2 separate regions of the Mus musculus genome follow, and region 2 is linked to region 1. Evidence: chromatin contacts called from public HiChIP or PLAC-seq data. All regions are on one chromosome and are shown on one strand. The core of a region is the stretch at or near the end of the contact, and the rest is flanking DNA. Distances in the headings are between cores, read along the strand shown. Region 1 overlaps Gm36287 (a long non-coding RNA gene). Region 2 has its middle 17 kb from the start of Gm36886.

The links. HiChIP or PLAC-seq counts read pairs in DNA pulled down with a chosen protein or histone mark.
Region 2: a contact with region 1 is called in an H3K27ac HiChIP or PLAC-seq map of bone marrow-derived dendritic cells, with 2.4 times the contacts expected there. The contact joins two enhancer-like sites. A contact is called at or near these places in 2 of 115 datasets of contacts at active chromatin or transcription factors (bone marrow-derived dendritic cells and regulatory T cells).

What each region holds. Positions count from the first base shown.
Region 1 is chr12:25,146,667-25,152,895 of GRCm38.p6, forward strand. All of the region lies in intron 4 of Gm36287 (a long non-coding RNA gene), which reads left to right. Among named protein-coding and RNA genes, the nearest start is that of Gm36287, 10 kb to the left of the region's middle. Within about 2 kb of position 4,230, at least 7 of the 459 cell types and tissues checked have an H3K27ac peak or open chromatin away from gene starts, as enhancers often do. A contact at or near this core is called in bone marrow-derived dendritic cells, where this site is marked.
Region 2 is chr12:25,488,993-25,495,023 of GRCm38.p6, forward strand. No RefSeq gene overlaps it. Among named protein-coding and RNA genes, the nearest start is that of Gm36886, 17 kb to the left of the region's middle. Within about 2 kb of position 3,984, at least 16 of the 459 cell types and tissues checked have an H3K27ac peak or open chromatin away from gene starts, as enhancers often do. A contact at or near this core is called in bone marrow-derived dendritic cells, where this site is marked.

The DNA.
Region 1 (6,229 bases), core at 2,980-5,479:
TATAGTGATTGTGTGAAACTAAAGCCACTGAGGTGTAGGGATGTCGCTTACTTGGTAGAGCATTTGCCCAGCCTGTGCGAGATCTTGAGCTCAGTCCCCAGAGCTGCCTAAACAGGCCATGGTGCTACAGAACTGTAATCCTGACATCCAGGGGGAGAAGGCAGGATGATCAGATGTTCAGAGTCATCCTCAGCTATAAAATGAGTTCGAGGCCAACCTGGGCTACATGAGATCTTGTCTTCAAAACATACAAAAGAAAACGCAGTGGCCTGATTATTTCCGGGAGCTCCGAGGGTAGGAGTGGGATGAGGATTTTGGAGACCTGCCTATAGGAAGATGATAAGGACCAGGAGGAGAGGGGAGGGAGCTAGGAGGAAAGTGAGTCCTTGTAGCATGTGTGACCCAGTGCTGGTCCCACTCTGCCAATGCTGTGTCCCCCCCCCCCCCCCCATGCCCACACGTGGCTGTCTGTGCCAGGCACTTGCTCAGCATTGTCCAGCCTTGGGCCTTCTCTAGGTCACCATTGGAGGCTGACCTGTGGGGACATCCTGGGGTAGGAGATCATTCTGCATAGGACCAGATGTGATACTCTAGAAGCCTGTCCAAGTGTTACCTGTGCCGTTCACACGCCTCTTCGACCATTTGCCCCACCTTTGGGGCCTGTCTGCCTGCCATTCTTGTTTTCTCTGCTTGCCTGCCTGGTGTTGCCAGTGCCTCAGGAGCTGCTCCAAGGGCTCACCCTATGGCTGTATTGCTCATCCCATGGTTTCTCCTGTAGCTCAGTCAGGTCCCTGGGCACAGGACTGCACCCCCACTGTCTCCACAGGCAGAGCTCTGAGGCAGGCTTTCGGGAAGGTGGCTTTGGAGGTGTGTGATTAGTTTCAGTTAGTGCTAACTGGTTTCAGGTTTCTTTTGAAAGAGAGTCAAGGCCTAGCAGAGCTTTTGGGCTGGTGACCCCTGTGCTCCTGGAAGTAGCCCCCACCCCGGTGTATGGTGCTCATACCGGAAGACTTGGCTTGGAGGCTGGGTCTGTGCTGTGGCTGTAATATATTCCCAGATCCTGGGCCATCATCCCATTCCTAGACTCCAGCTCCACAGCCACATGACATCACCTATGACAAGGACAAGGGACCTCTCTGTCATCTACTGTGTCCTTCTCACCTCCAAAGTTCTTGAACTTTAAAGCAGTGGTTCTCAACCTTCTAGTGCTGCAACCCTTTGATACAGTTCTTCATGTTGTGGTGACCCCCAACCATAAAATGATTTCTTTACTACTTTACAGCTAATTTTGTTACTGTTATGCATTGTAATATAAACATCTGATATCCAGGATATCTGAGACGCAATACCGGTGGGGGCCAGTCAGAACCTAAGGGTTAAGAACTGCCTTAGAGTATCACTGAGGAGTTCCTCAAGGAGCGAGGAGCTAATTTATGATGGCACTTTCCTTTCTCTATCAGCAATAAAATAATAGGTCAATTGCTAAAGTGACAAAGCTCCTGAGCTTCCCCTTGTGTTGGGTTAGGTAATTCCTGGTGGCTAGTTGACTTTGGCTCTGCCAGGCCCTGTTTCCAGAACCATGATCAAATTAGTACCTTCCTCATTCCCAGGCCTGGTGGAGAAACTGACAAACGGTTTCTGAGGTGGGGGCAGAGAGAATGCATGGGTTGCAGGGCCCTTGTCCTTTCCTGTTACACAAGGTGAGGGACGTGGTGCCATCCCTGTCCATGGAGTCGGGGGTAGGGCCAGGACTCCTGTTCCATTTGCCTGTGACTTTTCGAAAACCTCTGACATAGACGTGCGGGGACTCTCTGAAAAACCAGAGGAGAGGCTCTAAGGGCAGAGTCACGATAGTTTAGCGATGTTCCATCTCTACCCCTTGGCTTCTTCATTTTCAGGGTATTGGAACTGAAGCTTGGATCTGGTGGTTGCGTCCTTGTGTCTGGACTGCCTGACCATCGTGTGGATAGGTCCCAGGCTTCTTTTCCTGGTAATTCAGGACAGAGAGCTCAGACCTGTGGTTGAACTCAGAGACACAGGTCCCAGCCCTGCCCCAGAGGGAACAAACACCTCTGCTACCCCTGACCTGAGAGCTGCCTGTTCCACTGTTGAAGTCCCAGGGACTAATGGTCCCTCTACTAGTATACCACTTTGATGAAGTTCCTGACACTGTGGGGGTTGGATGTGTTCTCTCCTTCCTCTTCCTCGTCTTCACTCTCTTCCTCTTTCTCTTCTCCATCTTCTTCCTCCTCCCCCTTTTCTCTCTTCTCCTCTTCCAGTCTCTCTTCCTCCCCTTCCTTCTCCTCTTTCATTCTCATTATCCACCCTCCACCTTTTAAATAAATTCTGGATCTTAGGCCTTTATGGAATAGGCGATTTGAAGACTCCCCACCTTTCCTGGGCTGTCTTCAGTTTCTTTAATCAGCTTATTCTTCCCTGCCCCACTGGTTGATGTCAGGATTTAGGAATATTACTTAATCCAGGCTCTTATTATACATTTATAAAGACAAGATACAGTCCAAGATCTTAAGATTTCTCCTTCTAAGAGTTTTTTAGTTTTAACATTTAAACCTTAGATATTTTTACCTTTAAATTATGAGGTTCGCCTCTAGGAACACTCTTTTTTTTTTCTGTGTTCAAAATTTTTATTATTATTTGAAATGAAAAAATTAAAGAAATTAGAGGAAATTAGAGGAAAATAAGATTGTAAAGTGCATTTAGTTCATTGCTTTCTCCATCTAACATTTCAGACCACCCTTCTATGCCACTGAGCAGAATGCCATACTTTGGAGTCATGCATCATATTCTGTATGATAGCTTTGATTGGCAGCACAATGTCCTTCGGGTGTGTGTCTGCTGTTTAACACATCCCTTGTTACTGGGCACCTACATTGTTCCCATGAGGAAAGAGCAGAGTAGCCTGTGTGACTTCCTTGGAGTAAAATCTCAAAGGAGTTAAAAGCATAGCCCCACATTTCCACTGTCCTAACTAAACAAAAGCACACGGTTTCCTCGACCATTCTCTAAAACAAAGAGAAGGACAGCTAGAGACAGGTAAGCGATGAGCTTGAGAACAGCCTCCTAACGGAGAAGTGCCGTCTCCACCCTGTCATGTGACAGTTTTCTTTCGCTGTCCAGATGTCGAAGATTGATGTTCCATTCCTATTTTAATTTATAGAGACCACCAGTGCAGTGAAATGGTTCGGCACATGGATAGCATTCTTGTTCTTTTGAATAATTTCCTTAGGGCGGGTTCCCAGCAAGGGGATTTCTGGGTCAAGTAGCTAGAATGTTCTGGAAAGCATCTAAGCTGCAGCATTTCCATAGATAGTGCAGAAAGGCCCAGAGTCTGTGTCCCGACTGCCTCCTGCATTACAGACACTTGAACCTGTTTCAGTGAGTCTTTCAGGGAGGTGGGGGCTGAGTTAGGTAGGGGAAGGTAAAATTACTGTTACTGTAAAAGCCACACTAACAGGGGGGATTCTCTGCTCTTCACATCTATGGAGTTCACAGTTCTCCATTCTTTCACTCAGTGGCAGTCGGCAGATTATCTCTTAGAGAGCAAACTGTGTGTGTCTGATCCATGTCCATGGGCCTCTGAACTGTGAAATGTTTGCTATGCCCAGACAGCTACAGCATAGAAAACCTGGAGAGTCCTCCATCTTATTAGCATCCAATCTTTCTTGTTTGTTTGTTTACTTAAGATGGGGTCTTACTGTATAGCCTTAGAAGACCTGATAATGACTACATAGTTCAAGCTACTTGAACTTGTAGCAATCCTCCTGCCTCTGATTCCTGATTACAGATATCCATTCCCATTTCTGGCCCCCTGTCTTAATTTTGGAGCTATAGTGTAGGGAGTTAGCTGCAAGGGGCAAGAGTTGGGCCCTGTGTTATTGGAAAGGCTTCCTGCCCCTGCTTTAGGATTGGTTGGAACACAGAACATCTTGGAACAACTTGTTTAGGAAAGGACCGTGTGTACTGTTGAATTGGCTTGATGGCTAAAGGGTGGAAGGGGAGAATAACATTATAGGCAGAGGAATCAACCCCCCACAAGTTTAAAATGTGCATGTAACTGAAGGGTGCTGCTCCCCACTCTTGTGGGAGTACAGAGTTCATACCAGATCTCTGACAGGGCATTTTGGACTAGAGGAAGGAGGAAAGAGAAGGAACATTGTGTCTCCCCAGGGGGCAAATGGACAGAGTTGGCTGCTTGCTTTCTCAGGCCCTGGGTGACCATGGATAGTTCACAGTTCCTCTTCTTGGCTTCTCCTCATTTTATATTCTTACCCACACTTCTTTCCCAGAAAGCACATGCCTCAGAAGGAGAAAGTCCAAAGAAAACCCTTGATATTTATTTGATCTGAAGAGTATTTTAGTGAAAATGACATTGGCCTTCAGACAGAGGTAATTTAAAACCCATTGTTTGTATGTGTGTGTGTCTTCTGCTGTGGTGTGGGTGTGGAGGTCAGAGGACAGCATCTCCCAGGCAGGCCTCTCCTTCTACCTTTATGTGGGATCCAGGGATCAAAGTCAGGTGTCAGTCTTGTATGGCCGGTGCCTGACCTGCTGAGACATATGGCTGGCTCTAGGAGAACTTTAATACACATAAACACCAATTTTGATTACAGGACAGGCTTGAGCCAACTCAAGACTTAGATTCTTGTTTTAACATTGTGTTAAAAAAAAACTGGGCTTGTTAGCAGGGCAGTGGTGGCACATGTCTTTAATCCCAGCACTTGGGAGGCAGAGGCAGGTTGAATCTCTGAGTTTGAGGCCAGCCTGGTCTACAGATAGGGTTCCAGGACAGCTAGGGCTACACAGTGAGACCCTGTCTTAAAAACAAAACAAAACAAAACAAAACAAAAACAAATAACCAAAAACTGGGCTTGTCATAAATTTTTTTCAAGGGTTTTCACTGAGTGGAGAGACATTTTATCTCAGGCAGATCTTTCCAGAAAGGAAGAAAGAATTCACTATTGCTCCTTCACATTGGACTGAATGTTAATTTAAGAGTAGAAGAAGCAGAAGCCATTGCCAAGTGGTTCATGGTGTGTGTGTGTGTGTGTGTGTGTGTGTGTGTGTGTGTGTGTGTGTTCCACTTGTGACTATGCTGAGTCTGTTTCCAGGGTAGCTGTACCCTGGGAAACGATCATTGTATAACCCTAAACCCCAAGGACTTATGAATCCCTGGGAATGCTCTGAGCATTAACAAGCTGTGCTGGCTAGTTTTACGTTAGCTTGACACAGGTTAGAGTTGTCAGAGAGGAGGGAGCCTCAACTGAGAAAATGCCCTTTCAAGACTGGGCTCTAGGCAAGTCCTTAATGAAAGAGGCCCCAGCTCATTGTGGGTGGAGCCACCCTTGGACTTATGGCCTGGGTTCTATAAGAAAGCAGTTTGAGCAAGCTGTGGGAAGCAAGTCCACCTCAAATAATCTGATTAAGAAAATCTCCCAGAGATCTGTCCAGTAGCTTGAGTTTTAGTCAATTCCAGATGGAGTCAAGTTGACAACCAAGATTAGACATCACACCTTGTGGAGTTATGAGAAGGTGCTTAATGCCTCCACTTCCTGAGGGTCAATCAGAATGAGGTGCCAGGTGCCTACCATTACTGGGTCATCTGCTGTGATGACCATGGCAGGAAGGAACAGTGTTCTTGAGCGTGGAAGCAAGCACTATACTCCAGCCTAGGCTAGGATCTTGCGTTACTTGGTGGCAATTTTACATTGCACATTAGTCACACAAGAGTGTGCACGTTGTGGCTGCCGATCCTTCTAGGGATTCGCCCTTCAGATGTAGTGTACTGTGGAGGTGCAAGCAAAACTAAGCCAATAGAGAGCCTCGCTCAGCAGCAAGATTTGTCATAGCTGTGGACTAGATGGGCAGCAGAGGAATCCTAACAGCTACACGTGGAAGCTTACACTGACCTTTGCAAGACAAGGCAGGCTTTGTTTGGAGATGCCAACGTATATTACCACATGAAAACCAAAAGGCCCACAGATACACAGAAAGGTTTACAGGGAGACTTTATCTGTGTAGACAGAAGATTCCTGGACAGACAACAGAGAGCTGTGGGGCAGAGATCTTTTCTGGAGGGTTTATGAAGGTGTGAATGGGTAGGTGAAGACTGAGTTTCATGAGCACTTAATGATTTAACTTGGTCATGAAGATCATGTGCGACTTCAGTGTTACAAGGCAACCTCCTCATCCCCAATAAAACCACACCCCT
Region 2 (6,031 bases), core at 2,734-5,233, 340 kb after region 1:
TCACTTATGATGTCATGTACTGACATGGCTTATGACGCTCTCCAGGAAACTATGATAAAATGGGTCAATGCCAGGTTGAGTTGCCATGGTGATGCTAAGTGGTGCTGCCTCTTTAATCACATTTCAATCTAAACAAAACCATGCTTGCCTGACTTGGGTTGCTCCCAAGTGTGCCAGCCTTCTATGGAACTTCACCTCACTCACCATATTGTTTTAGATGACATTAACCAGTGCTTGAATTAATTTCAAGTGTGTTTTTCAAGCTGTCTATAAGAAGTTCTGTAGGGTTGTATTATTTTATTAGGTTCTGGCACTGTAAGGAATTTATCTTTTCCAATGTTTATGTAATTTGATAGAGAGATTTAATATTTAAGTATTTCAAATGACACTTCAAATTAAAAGAATGTAGCTCAGAGCTTGAAAACCACCTGCTATATCATATGTAGTAGCACTTGAAATTTGACTTTCTCTATATTAAAAAGAGAGAATGTGGTAGTTTGAATAAGAATGCTACCTATAGGGTCAAGTGTTTGAATACTTGGTCCTTAGTTGGTGGAACTATTTAGGAAGAATTAGGAGGTGGGCCTTGTTGGAGGAAGTATGTCATTAGGGGTGGGCTTTGAGGTTTCAAATGTCCATGCCATTTCCAGACTCCATCTCTGTCTCTCTGTATCTGTCTTTGTCTCTCTGTCTCTCTCTCTCTGTATGTGTCTCTGTCTCATGCTCATGTCTCAAGATGTAAATTCTTAGCTACTGCCCAGGAACCATGCCTTCCTGCCTGCTGCTATACTTCCTACCATGATAGTCATGAACTCTAGCCCTCTGGAACTATGAGTTCCAAATGGTTTCTTCAGTAAATGGTCTTGGTCATGATGTTTGGGATATCTCTGTCATAGACTTTTAACATAGTCTACTATCCTAAGAATGAGCAAAACAGACACACAGGGCAAGGGTCGGGGATTAGTGACCAAATAAGTAACCCATGGAAAAAACTTTTAAGACCCATAATATATTCTAGTTAATAGTTTCTGTAAATTTCCATCTCTTGTGGCAAGGAGGCGTGATGGTAGAAGTCCATCGCTTCAGAGATGTTCCCTGAAGCTTCTCATATGATGTCAGGACCAGAATGTAGGACAGGATCCTAAGTTGGACCAGCTGTAACCCCCAGAGACTCCACCCATACCAGCCAACCAGCCAGGCCTCAACATTTCACAACCTCTCATAACAGTACCACTGGATGGAGACCTGGTTTTTAAAAGCAAGAGTCTGTGGGGGGGGGCATTTCACAGTCAAACCTCAATAGGTAAGCTATAGGTAGAAGCAAATACCAGAGTGGGCACAGTTGTGCAACTGGTAACTGAGTAGAGTCTTTGTCTACCATGCAGGAATGCCTGAATTTGATCCCAGAAGCGTGTAAAACTGGCTATGGTGGTGCACACCTGTAATCCCAGCACTTGGGAGGTTGGGACAGGAGGTTAGATATTCAAGGGCAGACTTAGCTACAGAGCCAGTTCAAGGACAACCTGGGATATAGGAGATTCTGTTTCCAAAAAAGTAAAAAAGCCCAAAACTCCTTAGGAAGCAAAATCACCCTGCAAAGGAAAAATAGTATGCAGGGATGTTGTATAGTGGGGTGGTCCTTGGACGAGCTGGTCCTGATTCTTGTATCTCCAACCATCCTCTTACTTTCTGCAGGCTCTAGACTGGTACCCACTATGTCTGCTATTTGTTGAATTGATGGATCATTTACTTTTTCACCAATTGTGCCAACAAGAAAATAGAGTACTTGTAGCTATTGCTCATAATATACCAAAGCATAGCAGAGCATGGTAAATGAATGTCACACATCAGAGGAAGACCCTTCTCTGACTGGCTCTACTCTGTAGTCTTATGTCATAAGCCATGTAGTCTTATGTCATAAGCCAGTTTCCAAGAAACCATTCTCAAGCCTTTTGGGAAATATATCTCCATTTTATTATGTGTGAATTAGATTTAGAATATTCAAAAGGCCAAAATATTCTCAGAATTAGAGAACAAGGCAATGCTGCCATGTCCCTCTGCTGACAAAGGATTGACTGTAACATATAGGTTTTATCTGAAAGGAAATTTTAGTGTTTTTGTTGTTTAGACACAAGATGATCTCATAAAGATTTAGAATTTCTGAGAACATAGTTTTACCTTTTTTCCTTCCTTCCTTCTTTCTTTCTTTCTTTCTTTCTTTCTTTCTTTCTTTCTTTCTTTCTTTCTTTCTTTCTTTCTTTCTTTCTTCCTTCCTTCCTTCCTTCCTTCCTTCCTTCCTTCCTTCCTTCCTTCCTTCCTTCCTTCCTTTCTTTCTTTCTTTCTTTCTTTCTTTCTTTCTTTCTTTCTTTCTTTCTTTCTTTCCTTTTTGTTTTTGTTTTTTGCTTGTTTGTTTTGTTTTTCGTTACAGGGTTTCTCTGTGTAGCTCTGGCTGTCCTGGAACTCACTTTGTAGACCAGGCTGGACTCGAACTCAGAAATCTGCCTGCCTCTGCCTCCCAAGTGCTGGGAATAAAGGCGTGCGCCACCATGCCCGGCTAGTTTTAGCTTTTAATATTTATTTTTATGTGTGTGTGTGTGTGTGTGTGTGTGTGTGTGTGTGTGTGTGTGTGTGTACCTGCAGAAACCAGAAGAAGGCATAAGATATCCTATAGCTAGTGTTACAGGTGGTTGTGAGCTGTCTGACATGAGTTTTGCGAACTGAACTTAGATCCTCTGGAAGAGCAGCAAGTACTGGGCCATCTCTCCATCCCCTAGATGTGAAAGTCTCCCCAGTATTCCCATAGGCAGAACCACGGTTTAGGCATGTTGGTAACTAGATGGATTGATAGTTACACATTCACATATGTATTATGGTGTGTAAATATGGTATAATTTTCTTTTATCTCTATATTTAATTCCAATATATTTAATTATTGTTAGAAAAATGATTCATGATATTTTAAATATAACTGTATACCTCATTTATTAAACCTCATTTTATCAACAGAATAATATTAAATTCTTTATTCATAATAGTGATTGTTTTAATGTAAAAAATAAATCCCTTTTGGTGAAAACTGATAGGCCTTTGCCTCTTCTACCCACAGAAGCACCAGACACTGATATGAAGGGTTCCCCAGATCAACTTGTTATGTTAAAAATAAAATACTTGGCCGACTCTGGCCACCCATCAGTTTCAAGCTCACCAAACCAGAAAGAGTTCACAAATGAGCTACCACCATGAACACAGTCTGGTCTGAGAAGGGACGCTGTCTTCCTGGATCACCTGTTCTTTTAAAAAACACACATCCAGACTGCAGCTAGAGGTGACTGTCAGGCAAGAGAAAAACATGTCTGTATTCTAGTGGACATGGCCATAGAACCACCGAGGAGAACACTGGGAGCAGAGAGTGAATGTGGGGGACTAACTTATATGTGAAAAATCACTCAGCAATGAAACCGTTGTTTTAAATTAAGCACATAGAATCTATTCTTGCTTTGCAAAGTGCATTTACTTCAAGTATATTGTAGGAAACCTTGCAAGACGAGCCTATATGAATATAGTGAGTATGGATTTTCAACACCAATTTTAAGGAGTGAAACAACTGCCTTGAATTCATAAGTGTAATTCACTCACTTGAGAGCAGAGTAGATGGGTGTGTACATGGGTGCACAGATCCACTGATAGACACTTGCTGTCTAGACCTCCTGTTGGGGTGAGCCAGGACTCCACCTTCTTGGGCCTCTGGGCTTCTCTCTGTAATAAGCTCTGTCCCTCCTAGTTCAGGGACACAAATTTAGTCTCAGAGCTGTTTGCAGACAGACTTTAAAAAGCTGTCCCTGGAATATATTTCTGCCAATAGTTTTGTATGACAAGCCCAGGATGAGAAAATCGCTCTATTCTTAAAACGCAACTGTCAGTGTATTAAGAGGAAGGAAAACTGACTACTAGGAACAGAACTGAGCTGCCACACTGTGGGAGCTTCTAGAAGGGCTGTCTTGGGGCACAGCAGACAGTGGGACTAGTGTTGCACCACAGTGGGCTCCTCCCTTGGGCTCCAGATGAGGAAGAACAAAACTGGTTGCTTACTTAAATATTGTATATGATTGTTCCTTTAGAAAAAGTGGGGTCCTTAGTAAGGATTATTCAGGACAGGGGTTACTCAATAAAAAACAGAGCATGAAGAATAAGTAATGGTTGGTGAGCTGGGTGGCTAGTGCTTAGTGGGTTGGGTGAAAATTGGCATCTTGCAAAGTCTGAGTATGTGTTTAAAATTTAAAAGGTATTCAGCAACCTGGTGCTGTCAGTCACCCATGTACAGAGGAAGATGCAGGTGAAGGAAGCCCTGTTTTGTGGCATGCTGGATCTGTGCCTCACTGTGGCTGTCCAACAGGAGGTGAGACCAGTTTGCCGAGTCCCAAGCTGGAGGGTTGGCTCGGGACCCAGTGCCTGTGAAGAGTGCTGAGGAGAGGATAACTTATGGTGTGTGCTTTGAGATTCCCTTAAATAGAAAAGAGCAGCCGGTCCCTACTCCCCAGAAGTCTACTGTCTTCCGTGTTTCTTGTTGACTACGTGGAGAAACACAGACCTCTGAAAACTAGCCAGAAGAGCTTTGGGCTCAAAGCATAATACTCAGATGTGGCTGAGACTCATGTCTCCGGTAGAAGCGTGTCTATTGCTTAGGATGTCTATGAGGATATAGTTATATCAGGAGCACAAATGGCCTGGTCAGTTTTGGGACTTATAGGTCTTCAATAAATAGGACTTCCCTTTCTCACTGTAAGAGTGGCAGCTGTCTCATTCTTCTGTGTATGTGTGTGTGTGTGTGTGCACCCATGCAAGTGCGTCTGTGTGTATATACATGTGTGTGGGTACATGGGTGCATATGCATGTGAAGGTAAGAGACTGACTGTCCAGCAAGCCAGAGGGGCCCACCTGTGTTCCTCTGTGTATCTTCTGGGCTGGGACTTCAAGTATATACCACCACTCCCAGCTTTTTAACTGGGCTCTGGGATTTGAACTCAGGTCCTCCTACATGCACAGCAAGCATGCACTGATCTAGCTATCACCTAGCTTGTTCCCTTTTATCCATTTTGATATCTTCTAAGACCCCTAGATAGCACCTTGCCTTACATAAACTGTTTCTCCTGTCCCTATGATAAAGCTTAATTTGTGAGTCAGGAAAAGTAAGACATTACTAATAGTGAAAAGATCATGTTACAGTTATACATTATAATGAGAGTTCTCTGTTTTCTTTCTCTCACCCTTGTAATAAGTTCTTTCCTCTACCACAGTGGTATTCAATCTCCCTAATGTTGTGATCTTTTAATACAGTTCCTTTTGCTGTGATGACCCCCAACAATAAAATTGTTGTTGTTGCTTCACAACTGTAATGATACTACTGTTGTGAATTGTAATATAAATATATATGCTTTCTGATGGTCTTGGTCAACCCCTTGAAAGGGTCATTCAACTCCCAAAGGGAGTTGTGACCCACAGTTTGAGAAATACTGCTCTACTACAGAAGAGCAGAACTGTCCTCTGGGAGTAGAAACTTGGAGGGCAAATCTACAGACCAGAAGGGACAACTGAGCTAAAAATATCCACTTAGGAAGCTTGAATCTCACTGAGAAGGGGGAATAAAACAGTCATAAGAGGCAGTTGGAGGGGAAGGGAGCTGGGAGGAGGAATATGGGGAGGGGAGTGGTGTGAAGAAGGATGGGGTGTGTGACTAGATGGCCATGAAGGTGAATAGAGGTCTTGCTTGATGGGGGTGGAGATGTGGGGGCATTTCCAGGACCAGATAGAGACCTAGGATAAGGGAGGTACCCAAGAATCAACAGGGTGACCTTGACTGTGACACACTATGTTGGGGATGTGGAACCTGAGGATACTACCTCTTGTATACAGACAGGAACCCCCAATAGAGCAATAGAGACACCAACACACCCATAAAAATTTCAACCAAAAGTTTTATTCTGTCTACAGGAAGTGCAGACACGGGGTATGGAGCAGAGACTGAAGGAATGGC